Regions from separate parts of the Mus musculus genome. Here region 2 is linked to region 1. Evidence: chromatin contacts called from public HiChIP or PLAC-seq data. All regions are on one chromosome and are shown on one strand. The core of a region is the stretch at or near the end of the contact, and the rest is flanking DNA. Distances in the headings are between cores, read along the strand shown. Region 1 has its middle 41 kb from the start of Gm40931. Region 2 overlaps Jarid2 (jumonji, AT rich interactive domain 2).

Evidence for each region. HiChIP or PLAC-seq counts read pairs in DNA pulled down with a chosen protein or histone mark.
Region 2: an H3K27ac HiChIP or PLAC-seq map of embryonic stem cells shows a contact between it and region 1, with 5 read pairs. The contact joins two enhancer-like sites.

What each region holds. Positions count from the first base shown.
Region 1 is chr13:44,675,186-44,681,712 of GRCm38.p6, reverse strand. No RefSeq gene overlaps it. Among named protein-coding and RNA genes, the nearest start is that of Gm40931, 41 kb to the right of the region's middle. Within about 2 kb of position 3,267, at least 15 of the 459 cell types and tissues checked have an H3K27ac peak or open chromatin away from gene starts, as enhancers often do. A contact at or near this core is called in embryonic stem cells, where this site is marked.
Region 2 is chr13:44,844,545-44,851,000 of GRCm38.p6, reverse strand. Jarid2 (jumonji, AT rich interactive domain 2) reads right to left here. Exons shown (of 18, transcript NM_001205043.1): 3 at 2,580-2,721. Among named protein-coding and RNA genes, the nearest start is that of Jarid2, 120 kb to the right of the region's middle. Within about 2 kb of position 2,735, at least 4 of the 459 cell types and tissues checked have an H3K27ac peak or open chromatin away from gene starts, as enhancers often do. A contact at or near this core is called in embryonic stem cells, where this site is marked.

The DNA.
Region 1 (6,527 bases), core at 2,018-4,517:
TGACACTCTTGAGTTTTGTCTTGGTTTTACTTGCCCTGGCACAACCCTTCCCAAGTAAGCCACAGTATATATATAGTACAGCTATGCGACTCATTCTTAGGACCCTGGAACTTTGCAGGATGCTGTAGGAGGCCTGACTCTAGCTTGAGGTTAGCCTTGGGGCTATCCCATCTTGGGCTACAGTGTGAGATGCTGTATCAAAAACCAAACAACATCAACAACAAAAACTGGGTTCCAGGCCTGGCACCAAGAATGCCTAATGTGCCCCCTCACTTCCCCCATGAAGGTCTGGCCAATAGGCATTCATACCCCAACAGGTCCAGTGTGTATCCACTGACAGCAGTCTCCTCCTGTAACTCATGCAAGGATCCACAGTTACCAGACATCTGTTTCCAATTCAGGGTAAGGAGATTTGGCAACGGGTCTTGTGAACAGGGGGAAATACCTAATGCGGAGTTTGAGTTAACTGTCACTCTCTGCCCACGAGTCCTTTGGGTCCTCTGTGCTGGCTGGTTTCAGATCCCATCTGCACCCATCACCTAATCTTCTCTGAGTCATGCACAAGAAACTGGTTTGCAAACTTTCCTAGTCTCCCCTTGCCAAATGGCTGCTGGGTGGGAATTGCCACGACAGGCCACGCGTGCCTTCATGTGCCCACGATGCTGCTCACACCAGAGAGGAAGAGAGGAGAAAGACTCTGACGTCTGTCTTTCTCCAGCAGGTTCCCCAAGTCTCTTCCCAGGGCGTTCCATAGCTGAGCATAGCAGAATGCCAGAGATAGGGACGTCTGAGGGAGGGCGTTTGCAAAGGTTTAGCTCCTCTGTGATATAGAACAGAGCAGGCTCCAGACTGGCCTCTGTCTCCTCTTCCTGTCCAGAAGGATCCTAGCTGTGAAGGGAAGCCTTTGTGGGGAGGTCCATGGGAGACACAAGGCCACTCTTGACCTTCTCGAGTTTTCAACATATCCAAATCCTGGGATTGCAGGTCTTTGCCACCATGGGGTGGGGTGGGGGGTGGGGGTGGGGTGAGATAGGGGGATGGGGGTAGGGGGTGGTACATGTATTTAGCTTGAACGGCTTTGTTTTCCACTTACTCTGTGAATAACGGCCATTTATTTTATTCTCTTAAGACTTCCAGCAGGGCGGCCAACAAAAACACTGTGCATGGATTTGTGATGGAATCAGATTCATCAATCGCTTGCCTAATAAATATAGATTAAAAGGATATCCAATATCTGCCTTAAACCCACAAAGGAATATAAATTTGAAACAGGAGATCAAGACTTTAATGAAGGCAGCAGGAGACGGCTTTAAGAACAATTCCCTGACGCATCTTGATGATGAAAATCAGCCTTAACTGTGCATTTAATTTCTTTTGTGGGTTCAAAGCAGGTCCCTAAAGTTTTATTCAAGGAAGGTTAATCACGACAGACTTTGTAGCCTACAGAGCTCCTCTGGCTGGAAAGTGTTACTAAGAGATGTTTGTGTGAATAATGTTTTGTCTTTTTAAAGAGAGGTGTGGAAAAGGAAGAAGTAAAAATGGGTGGATGGCTCAGCAGGTAAAGGTGTGTTGGTATTTGGGATCACCCACAAAGTTGTACAAAAAGAGAAGTATTCCTTCAAGTTGTCCTCTGACATCTACGTGTGCCTAGGCAGGCCCACATGTACACCAGAACACATCTATCTACACACAAGATAAAGAAATATTAAAAAAAAAATTAAAGCTGAGCATGGTGGTATATACCTTTACTTATTCCTAACACTCAGGAGACAGAGGAAGGTGGGTTTCTTTCTTTTCTTTTTTTTTTTTTTTTTTTGGTTTTTCGAGACAGGATTTCTCTGTGTAGCCCTGGCTGTCCTGGAACTCACTTTGTAGACCAGGCTGGCCTCGAACTCAGAAATCCGCCTGCCTCTGCCTCCCAAGTGCTGGGATTAAAGGCATGCGCCACCACGCCCGGCTGGAAGGTGGGTTTCTATAGCTTTGAGGGAAGTCTTTTGTATATGGCAAGTTCCAAGGACCCTTTCTCTAAAACAAAGGAAGAGGGAAGGAAGGAAGGAAAAAAAAAAAAACCAAACAACAGCAACAAAGAAGCAGTGTTGGGAGCTATTAAGACAACACAATTGTCCTGATCTCTGAATTGGGCCTCTCCCCCCCCCCCCAGAAGAAAAGGGGGTCAAAAGCAGGCCACCGGACACACCGCTCCAAGAACAACCACAGATTGTTCCAGCCCTAAGTCAGCTCTGGATGTCCTGACCTCAAGATGTACCCTGATACCGCCAAGTTCCTGCTTCCCCTTGTAGTCGCCAAAAGAAAATTTTCCGCTGCCCCATCCCTCCTGCTGAGGTGCATTTCCTCTGCCCCATTCCTCCTGCTGAAAGGCACTTCCCCTTTTGCTTGTGCATTTAAACCTCGGCCTGGCTAATATATTTGGGGTCTGACACAATTCAGGACGTTTCCGTGTCGTTATTCGCACAAGACCCTCGTCTCTCTCTACCCCCCATTTGGTTCTTAGGAGAAGGTCCCCTCGAGACCCTTGAATAACTGGACCTGCTGGACGGGTCAAAGCAGAAGAAAAAAAACTTTTATTTTTTTTATTTTTTTATTACAGAAAAAGAAATTGTGCCAGGCAGTGGTGGTACACTTCTTTAATCCCAGCACTTGGGAGGCAGAGGCAGGCAAATTTCTGAGTTCCAGGCCAGCCTGGTCTACAGAGTGAGTTCCAGGACAGCCAGGGTTACACAGAGAAACCCTGTCTCGAAAAACCAAAAAAAGAAAGAAATCGCTGGCCCGGAGATGGTTCAGTGGTTAAGAGCACTGACTACTCTTCCAGAGGACCCGGCTTCAACTACCAGCACCCACATAGCAGCTTACACCTCCTAGTAACTCCAAAATCTGACACCCTCACACAGCCGTTCATGAAGGTAAAACACCAATGCACATTAAATAAAGATACATTAAAAAAAAGAAAGAAAAGAAATTGCCAGATTTGTTTATAGACAACCTTGAAGAAACAAATGTGGCATTTATAAGTACAGAGTATTTGCTTGCAAAAAAGAAAAAAACCTTTCCTAGGAGGCTGGGGAGGTGGCTCATTAGGTAAAGAAAGGACTTGTTGAGTAAGCTTTACAACCTGAGTTCAGATCTCCAACACCCAGGAAAATGCTGGGTGTGAGGGTTTGATTTTAATCTCAGCAAGACTAAAATCTGAGGCATTCTTGTCTGACCAAGTCAGCTCAGTCAGCCAACCAGGTCTCAAGGGAGGGAGCAAGGGTTGAAAAGAAAAAGACAATTGGACAGCATGACTCCAGCCACTGCTGAGGCTGGAGCGGGTTTATCTTTCTCCAGCCTGCTTTTATGACTTTCTAAGTACATGCAAAGAATAAGGTCAGTTCTAGGTCAAGGAATAAGGCAATAAACCAAGTCCCTAGGTATTCCGGAACTTATCAAGATCATCAAGATCTGGAGTCTACTTCCTTGTCCTAGCCCAAAGTCAAATTCTTGCCTGAGCCTACTTACTTCCTCGTCCTGGCCCAAGGTCAAATTCCTAGCCTCAGCCCACAAAGTTCTCCACACCTAACTCTGAGTTCAAGGCCAGTATGGTCTTCAGAAAGAGTTCCAGGGCAACCAGGGCTACATTATGAGATTCTGTTTCCCCACCACCAAGAAAGCTGGGTGCCTTGGAGGAATAACCAGGGCTGAGAAGTAGTTGATAGGTCTGGAGATGGATCAAGGATTAAGAGCAAGTCCTGCTCTCACAGAAGACAATTCCCAACTCCCAAGTTGGGCAGTTCCCAACTGTAATTCTAGCTCCAGGGGACTTCACACCCCTCTTTTAGCATCCTCAGGGAACTGCACTCATGTAGAAATAAACATAATTAAAAATAAAATAAACCTTAAAAAATAACAATAAGTCTGGCACATGCCTTTAATCCCAGCTGTTTTTGTTTGTTTATGGAAAGATGAGAGAGAAGACGGCATCTGGTGTTGTGTGGACTTCTGTTCCCCTAAATGCATAGGCTGTTCACCCTCAAACACATTCTTTCTTACAGGAGACACAACACGTGCGCGTGAGCACACACACACACACACACACACACACACAAACTTTCTCTCTCCCTCTCTCTGTCTCTCTCTCTCTCTCTGTGACTCATACTTCCTTTTAAAACTTCCACAAAATTGTGTTTCCTAAAAAAGATTCTGTGGAACTGACTGCTCTTCCAGAGGTCCTGAGTTCAGTTCCTAGCAACCACAACCACATGGTGGCTCACAACCAACTGTAATGGGATCCGATGCCCTGTTCTGGTGTGTGTCGGGAGACAACTACAGTGTACTCATATAAATAAAATAAATAAGTCTTTTTTTTTTTAAAGGAAAGATTCTGTGTATTGAATAGTGAAAGGAACTATATGAAAAGGAAAGAAAGAGCACCAGACATGGTGGCTCACATCTGTGATGCTCACACTTGGAAGGCAGAGGAAGAAGGAGTAGAGTAAATAGCCTGAGAGCAGTCTGGGGTTGGAGGTGGGGAGGGAAGGTATCATGTCTTTGCATGGCTCCAGGAATGGACCTGACTGGGCACCTGAGAGAATGATAAAAGGACAAACGGACAGACACACAGAAAAACTAGGAGCAGGTGGACTGCGTTCTCTGGTGGAGGAGCCACATCCTCCACATACTCTGCATGTTTATCATGTTCAATTGAACTTGGAGTCAGGCTTACTGGATACAACTGACATCTCATTACATGCAGATAAAGAAGAAGGAAGGGTTTGTAGTATACAGCTGGACTAGGAGAACCGGCTAAGATGGCTCACAATTTTAATCCCAGCACTTGAGAGGAAGGCAGAGGCAGGGGGATCAGCAGGAGTTCAAAGCTAGTCTCAAACAGGGAGCTCTGGGACAGCCTGGACTACATAGAAAGACTCTGGGTTGGTTTGTTTGGGAAGCGCCTGGACCAGAGGCGGGCTGGGCTTGGTGGTTGCTCTGAGTCTGCCTGGGGAGGGGAAAGCTTTGCCACTCCCATGAGCTAGGGCATTGCGGGGGTGGGGGGGTGGGGGGGGGTCACTGAAATGACCACAGCCATATCAACAGTGACTGTGCTGACTGTGGCCAAGATAGTATATCCCAGTCACACTGAGCATGTGTGCTTTGCCTGAGAATCGCACGCTGTGCCATAGATGCTTGCACATTGACACGTGTGCGCAATCATGGTGGGAAGCAACGCCGGCTGCTCAAAAGGTTTGCTCCTTGTGCCAAGTCTGCCTAACGCAGTGGTCAGGCTGAAAATAGCTTCACACCTGGCGGGGCATTTCTTCTTTCCTTGAGGAACAGACCAGGTGAAGGCAATACCTCCCGCTTGAAAGCAACAGTAAACTTCACAGTCCTAACCTCAGAATCGACTCCTAAATGTACATAGAGAACCGGAGGCCTTGAGCTACTTGTTTGATCCTGGTGATGAGAGGCTTCAAAGGAGAGCCAAGGGCCACTCCACACTTCAATTCTGTTGTCTTGCTCTGAAGCGTCTCTTTCTTTCTGCCCTTTGGTAAATCTCCATTTCAATAACCGTACATTCTAGAACCCAGAAGAAGGTGTCTCTCCTCATTGATACTGACAAGCCCCTTGGTCAGAAAAAGTCCCTCAACAGATGTTAAGGAGAACAATCATTCTTTTTTTAAATTAAAGATTTATCTATTTATTCATGTATATGAGTACACCATAGCTGTACAAATGGTTGTGAGCCATGGTGTGGTTGCTGGGATTTGAACTCAGGACCTTCGGAAGAGCAGTCAGTGCTCTTAGCCGCTGAGCCATCTCACCAGCCCAAGGAGAGCAGTCATAAAGTGGAGAGGGCTATTTTATTTCTAGCTCTCTAAATTCTACTGAATATAATTTATCCTAGTCTTCTTCTATTATTTGATTCCTCTCCTCCCCACCTTCCCAATTCACAAACTACTGAGAGTTTAGAATATAGGAAAAGTCTTACAGCTCTCAGATAAGTTGCTGGCTGCATTTTAACAAAAGCAATGAATCCTCCAGAAAGGAAATAGAGGAAGAATGCAAGAGACACTTAAGAAGCAATAGCCACAATAAAACCAGGGGCTTACAATATAGCTCAGCCTGTAGAGGTTTTCCCCTACCATTCTCGAAGCCTTGAGTTCAATACCCAGCACCCTATAAAACGAGGTGTGGTGGCCCCTGCCTGTAATTGCAGTAACCTGGAGGGAGAAGCATGAGGATCCGAAGTTCAAGGTCATTCTCTCCAACATATCAAGTGTAAGGCCTTGTATCCCCAGAATTCCTGGAATGTATGAGGCCTTGTATCAAAGCAAACACAGGGCTGAGGAGGTGACTCTGGGCAGAACATTTGCCACCAAACCTGATGACCTACCTGAGTTTGATCCCTGGGACCCCCTTGTGTAGAAAGGAGAGAAGTGACCCCTGAAAGCTGCACTCTGACCTTTCTTTAGAACAAAACAATTATTTAATGAATTATGTCGGTCCTCACCTTCTATCTTGTTAAGGTAAGA
Region 2 (6,456 bases), core at 1,486-3,985, 170 kb before region 1:
AAATATCAAATACGATGACAATCTGCAGGAATTCCAATTCATCTATTCTAATTAAAAAAAAAAAAAAAAAAAAGCCAAAGACAACCCACTAAATACAGAACAAAACCAAAACAAAGTATTTCTTCACACTGTAAAACTAACAGATTCAAGTCTATAATCCAACTTTGAGTGTGTCTCACACTAGCATAATTAGGGGCTAAGTAAATGGCTGAACAATTAAAAGCATGTACTGCTCTTTCGGAAGACTCAAATTCGATTCACAGCACCAAATCAGATGGCCTCCATTACAGAGAGATCCAACAATCAGCTTCTACAACTCATGTACACAACCCACAAAGACACACCCATACATGTAATTTAAAAATAAAATCACTTTTTGCAAAAGTGATAAAAAGCCAGTATTACCTATCTAACCATAAGCCACACATACCTAATAAGTTTTACTAAAAGAGTTTGACTGTTAGCTCGAACTGATACTGTAATTAATTCTACTCTCCCGCCTTCCTTTTTCATTTGCGACAATGAAATCTTTTGCTTTGATTTTTTAAAAAGTTTACTTTTATGTGTATGAATGCTTTCCCTGCGTGTGAGTAAGCTACCACGGGCATAAGCCAGATCCCTGAACCTGGAGTGACAGGTGGTTCTGAGCCATTCCATATGGGTGCTGAGAATCAGGCCTGGGTCCTCTACAAGAGAACAAGAGCTCTGTTCTGCTAAACCAGCTCTAGCACCCTGCAACAGTGGAGCACTATTTAATGCAATAGAAAAAGATTTGCACTAATTAAATCTTAACTCTACAAAGTTATTTCCTATTTCTACTGTCCTATAAATTCAGATTAAATAACTACTTAGCACTCGAGTGCACCAACAAAAAGAAAAGGCCACCATCACTGTCATCCAAGAGAATGAGACACTGGGAGGGGTGGATGGTCAGTCACACAATAGTGAATATATAACCATTATATAACCATTATTTAACCATTATATAACCATTGACTCAAAAAATGCACTCTCCAAATGCAGGTGAAAGCTGATGTCAGGGACATGAATACCACCCATGCTAAAAAGCACAGATACTATCACACATTCCAATGTATCTACTGAAGCGACTAGTTTTTCCAGCCTTCAGTTCTAGTGATGGTTCCCTTTACAAATGGGGAAAGAGGCTCCTTATGGTATACAGTAAAAGGTTCGTCATAGAAAAGTACAGGCCTAGTATAATGACACGACGCCTCTGGTGTGTGTTTAAATCTGCTAACATACAAAACAGCAATGTGAGACACTATTGAGAGGTTAAAGACAATGACTAGGAGAAGTTATTATACAGACCCAACATAGACCATATGCTATTAGACACCAAGGAAAGGAAGGCAAAACCAGAATTTGAGCTATGCATCTCAACTTGCAAGCACAAATCATGGCTAATTTCCTTCACCTAATTTTTCTCTGTACTTCATTAAAGATAGACATCTAAATTGTTTCCAAAGGGTCATTATAGTCAAGATGAATCAACCAAGAAAAGAAGTTCAAACCAAGGGAACTTTTTCCTTTTAAAATATAGTCATAGGGGCTAAAGAGATGCCTCAGCAGTTAAGAGAACTGATTGTTCTTCCAAAGGTCCTGAGTTCAATTCTGACCACCTGCATTGCAAAATTATAGTCATAAAGATCAAATGCAAATTTAAAAGTAAATTTTAAAGGGGGTGGACAATAAGACATAAAATAGGGTGGTTGCTAGCAAAGAGATCTTTAAAGACCCAGTTGGAACCGTTATGTAATTTCACTGCCACAAATCTTAAAATAGCATTAGCCTACCTACCACCTTACTGAACTATCTTAAATTATGTAGAAAAATCATATAAAAACAGTTTGGTTAAAATCAGACATATTAAGGTTGTAGACAGTAAATTAATATTTTCATGACAAGAACAATTATTTGCTAATAATACCACAGGAAGTCTCTATCATTTTGGGAAAGAAATCTCTTCAGAAATGACAAAAACGCATTTAATACAGATTTCAAAACAGCTGCTGATTAAGAATAAATTTGATGGGCTCATGAAATAATTCAGCTGTTAAGAGGATTGGCTGCAGCAGGGCAATGGTGACGCACGCCTTTAATCCCAGCACCTGGGAGGCAGAGGCAGACAGATTTCTGAGATTGAGACCAGCCTGGTCTACAGAGTGAGTTCCAGGACAGCCAGGGCTATACAGAGAAACCCTGTCTCGAAAAAAAACAAAAACCAAAAAACAAAATAAACAAAAAAAGAGGGAAGGGGGGATTGGCTGCTATTCCAGGGGTCCTTGAGTTCAATTCTCAGTACCACATAGTGGCTCACAACCATCTGTAATAATATCGGATTCCCTCTTCTGGCCAGCATGGTGTCACAGGCAGGAACAAATTTCACCCGGGCCATTAATGACTTTTATCCATCTTTGTTTTTGAGGATTGTTACTGGGAAAGCTTTAGTTCTGACTCCTGTGGTAGATTCACACTTGCTCCCATGTGGCAAGCATTAGCAACTGAATTGACAGTCCCTGCCCCATGATGTATTTATTCACTAATGCTTGGGTACTAACCTTTTCCTCGACGGCCCTTCTTCAAAATCTGAAGAACTAACATCGTTGCTAGTAGAGGACACTTGGGAGGCATCATCCTTCTCGTTCTCTGACTGCTCTGAGGCTGGTCCTAGTGCCTTAGCCTGGGCATTACCAAGAAGCCCTACAGGTGAGAAAAGGGACAAACACTTAAACACATTACATCAGAGCAGCACTTTTCCTTCTACCCTGTGCCCAAGCTGACAAGGACAGAAAACTTACATACACATACAATCCTTTAAAGGGGGTAAGAAAAATTAGCCTCACTCCATAAGAGAATCAAAAGCTTAAGAAGGAAACAATTAACAAGGAAATTCAAGACAGACAGGCAGGCGCACGCGTGAGTGCTGGGGTGTGTGTGTGTGAGAGAGAGAGAGAGAGGGGGGGGGGGGGGGAGCTGGATCGGGTTTTGATACAGAGAAAGGATCTCAATGCAGTCTGACCTGAGTGAGTGATCCTATTGTTTCAGCATCTAAGATGCTACCTATTAGATAGAGACCTGACTAAAGTACGTTTTATTTTGAACATCTCTTGTGCCTCAAGGCTAGAAAAGATGTGACAATTATCATAAAAACCCAATGAGTCATTTCTAAATAGCTACCAACTGGTAAATATTTACTTTATAACAAAAATTGACCAATACCAGCTACCCACAGAAACATCATAAACACATCTTAGAGGCAAACTGGAAACCCAAATAGAGCCCTTAACAACGTAGCTTGTACCCAGTCTTGTCTCAGACCTAGTCAAAGAACAATTGCTCTCTAGATCTGAAGTCCTGATGCGTATATACACACTACCATGGATGCACTCCTGTGGACACAAACATGGAAAGGTCCACCACAGGATCCCAGAAGCAGCAATCACCAAATATAACAGCAGAAAGGATTAAATGATGTTAATGGTTCCTAATTTTGCCTACTTGTTTCAATGTTCTTTGCAAATCTAAAAAAAAAAAATTGTATATTTATCCAAAATATCATTTCTATTAGCAGTACATTGGCACACCAATACTGGAATTATACAAATATGATTTCCAACACCATTAGAAATGTGACTGGGGCCCTTCCGCTCCACTCGCGCCCCGAGGTACCTTGCCAGCGGAGGCGCCCACGCAAGGGCCCACACAGGATTCCCCATGGGATCCTAAGACCTCGGGTGAGTGGAACACAGCCCCTGCCCCAATCCAATCGCGCGGAACCTGAGACTGCGGTAAATAGGGAAGTGGACTACCCGGGCCTGACCTGGGGCACAAGCCCCTTCCGCTCCACTCGCGCCCCGAGGTACCTTGCCAGCGGATGAGCCCGACACCCGCAAGGGCCCACACAGGATTCCCCACGGGATCCTAAGACCTCTAGTGAGTGGAACACAACTCCTGCCAGGAGTCCGGTTCGAACACCAGATATCTGGGTACCCTCCCTGCAAGAAGAGAGCTTGCCTGCAGAGAATACTCTGCCCACTCAAACTAAGGAGAGAGCTACCCTCCCAGGTCTGCTTATAGAGGCTAACAGGGTCACCTGAAGAACAAGCTCTTAACAGAGACAACTATAACAGCTAGCTTCAGAGATTACCAGATGGCGAAAGGCAAACGTAAGAATCAATATGAACTAACCAGTACCCCGGAGCTCTTGACTCTAGCTGCATATGTATCAAAAGATGGCCTAGTCGGCCATCACTGGAAAGAGAGTCCCATTGGACATGCAAACTTTATATGCCCCAGTACAGGGGAACGCCAGGGCCAAAAAGGGGGAGTGGGTGGGTAGGGGAGTGGGGGTGGGGGTGGGTGGCTATGGGGGACTTTTGGTATAGCATTGGAAATGTAAATGAGCTAAATACCTAATAAAAAATGGAAAAAAAGAAAAGCAATCATAAAAAAAAAAAAAAAAGGAAAAAAAAAAAAAGAAATGTGACTGGGGCCAGAATATAGTTCAGCAGTGAAGTCTGGTTCAATATCTTAGCAAGAAAAGGGAAAGACTCGGAAATAAAATTTTGATATCCCACCTCCAATTGTAGTATACCTATTTTTTATTATGATTAAATAGTGTACACACACACACACACACACACACACACACACAGGAAAATTCATCAGAAAAAAAGGGTGAAAAGTTTTCAAAATGTCTACTATATTGACTTTAGGATATACAAGCAAAGAACACAACACATATATGGTCATAAAGACTTTACACATCAAGTAAGGAACAAGTGATAGGAAAAAGCTAGTGAATGGAAATCAGTGCAAATCACCAACACATAAATAAAAATCTAATAGGAAACTACGATGCAACTCTAATTGGATAATGGAAAGAAACTAAGGAACCATGGGATACAAACTAGGTGGGGATGGGTAAGAAGTGATCAGAAGACAGGCTACTGACACTGAGGAAGGTCCTTTAGAACACATTGGAAGCTTTATTCCTGCTTTACCAGGAACTCCACACAGAAAGAACTTGTCCAATTTGAACATGTCCCAGATGCACATGTGCTCAATTCTGCACTACTGTTCCCAGGTGAGGTAATGCTAGTTGGAATCCATGACTAATGTCAGTTAATGGAAGACCTATTGTTCCTGAGCTACTACTAAGCTGGAGTAAACTTGAACAAGAAAAGAAGAACCCAGGCAACTGACTATAATTATAGGTAACAATTCAGAGTGGTCTTCATAACCAGCGAATTTTAGATAACTTTTCTCAATAGTTCTGTCGAGAGGCTTCCAAGAATCAGATAAAAGGATAAATATAAACCGAACAAAACAAAAAACCCAAGCCAACAAGCACAGTAGGAAAGAACTTAGGGAAGAAAGTACACATCTAAAGTACAAAATGCCTTAAAATGGCCTCTACCCAAAAGCAAACTATTAGGAGAATGCATAGGGAAATGGTATGCGATCTCTCTTAGAATTTTAGCAGAAATTAAGCACTCAGTGGGAAGTAAGGAGGAATAAAGCTATTCTGATCCTAAGGGAAGTCTGAATCATTAATGCAATAGAAATGGGGGCTCCACTATCCACTGGCCTCATCAAACTCGTACCTTCAGGGCACTCCCAGCTTTTCACCTTCCAAGTCATACAATGAGAGGAACCTGAACTAGAGAGAGCAACATAGAGGTAGTGTTTGAAAAAGAACCTTAAAGAGGGAGCAGAGCTGATTGTATTCTGTGCATGTTCAATATTTTCAATTTCAATACTTCCATTCCGTATAAAAATCATTCAGAAAATTATACTCATTTTTAAGTTTCCTCATCAATATGCTTAAATAGAGCATTCATTCCCAATTTATTTCCTTATTCTTTTTTCCCCATCTCCTCCTTACTTTCTTTTACATCTCCAACTATCACATTTTCTAATACTTTAGATTAAATAAAGCCTGCCTGGACTAGGAGACCTGCATCTGCAGAATGGAGTATGATGCCACAGGGCAGAATAGCTATCATGACAACACAAGATATGTATATTCTGTGCCTTTTCTTTCTCCTGTTTAACAGCACAGCCACCAATGATGTAAATTATTATTATTTTTAGTAGAGTAGAAATAATGTAACAGCATTCCCTTCCCATACACAGACCCCACATTTTACATTTTCTGGACCCCTCACGACCCCTACCCTCATTCCCCACCTCTGCAAATGCTAACACAAATGTTTGCTGGAGACTGGAGGCTAACAGAGAGGAAACTGAATGGCCCAAAGATCCAGCCTCTCTACATTTGTTCTCCTCCATTAATATTCAGTAGGTTAAACTTAAATTAAACCAGTCTATTGTCTTTCACAAAAGCAATAAATATGAGCTGAATCAAAAAGTCAGAATCACTGGCATAGAGACAGCTCAGAAATTGGGCCTGCCACCACCACCAACTGGATA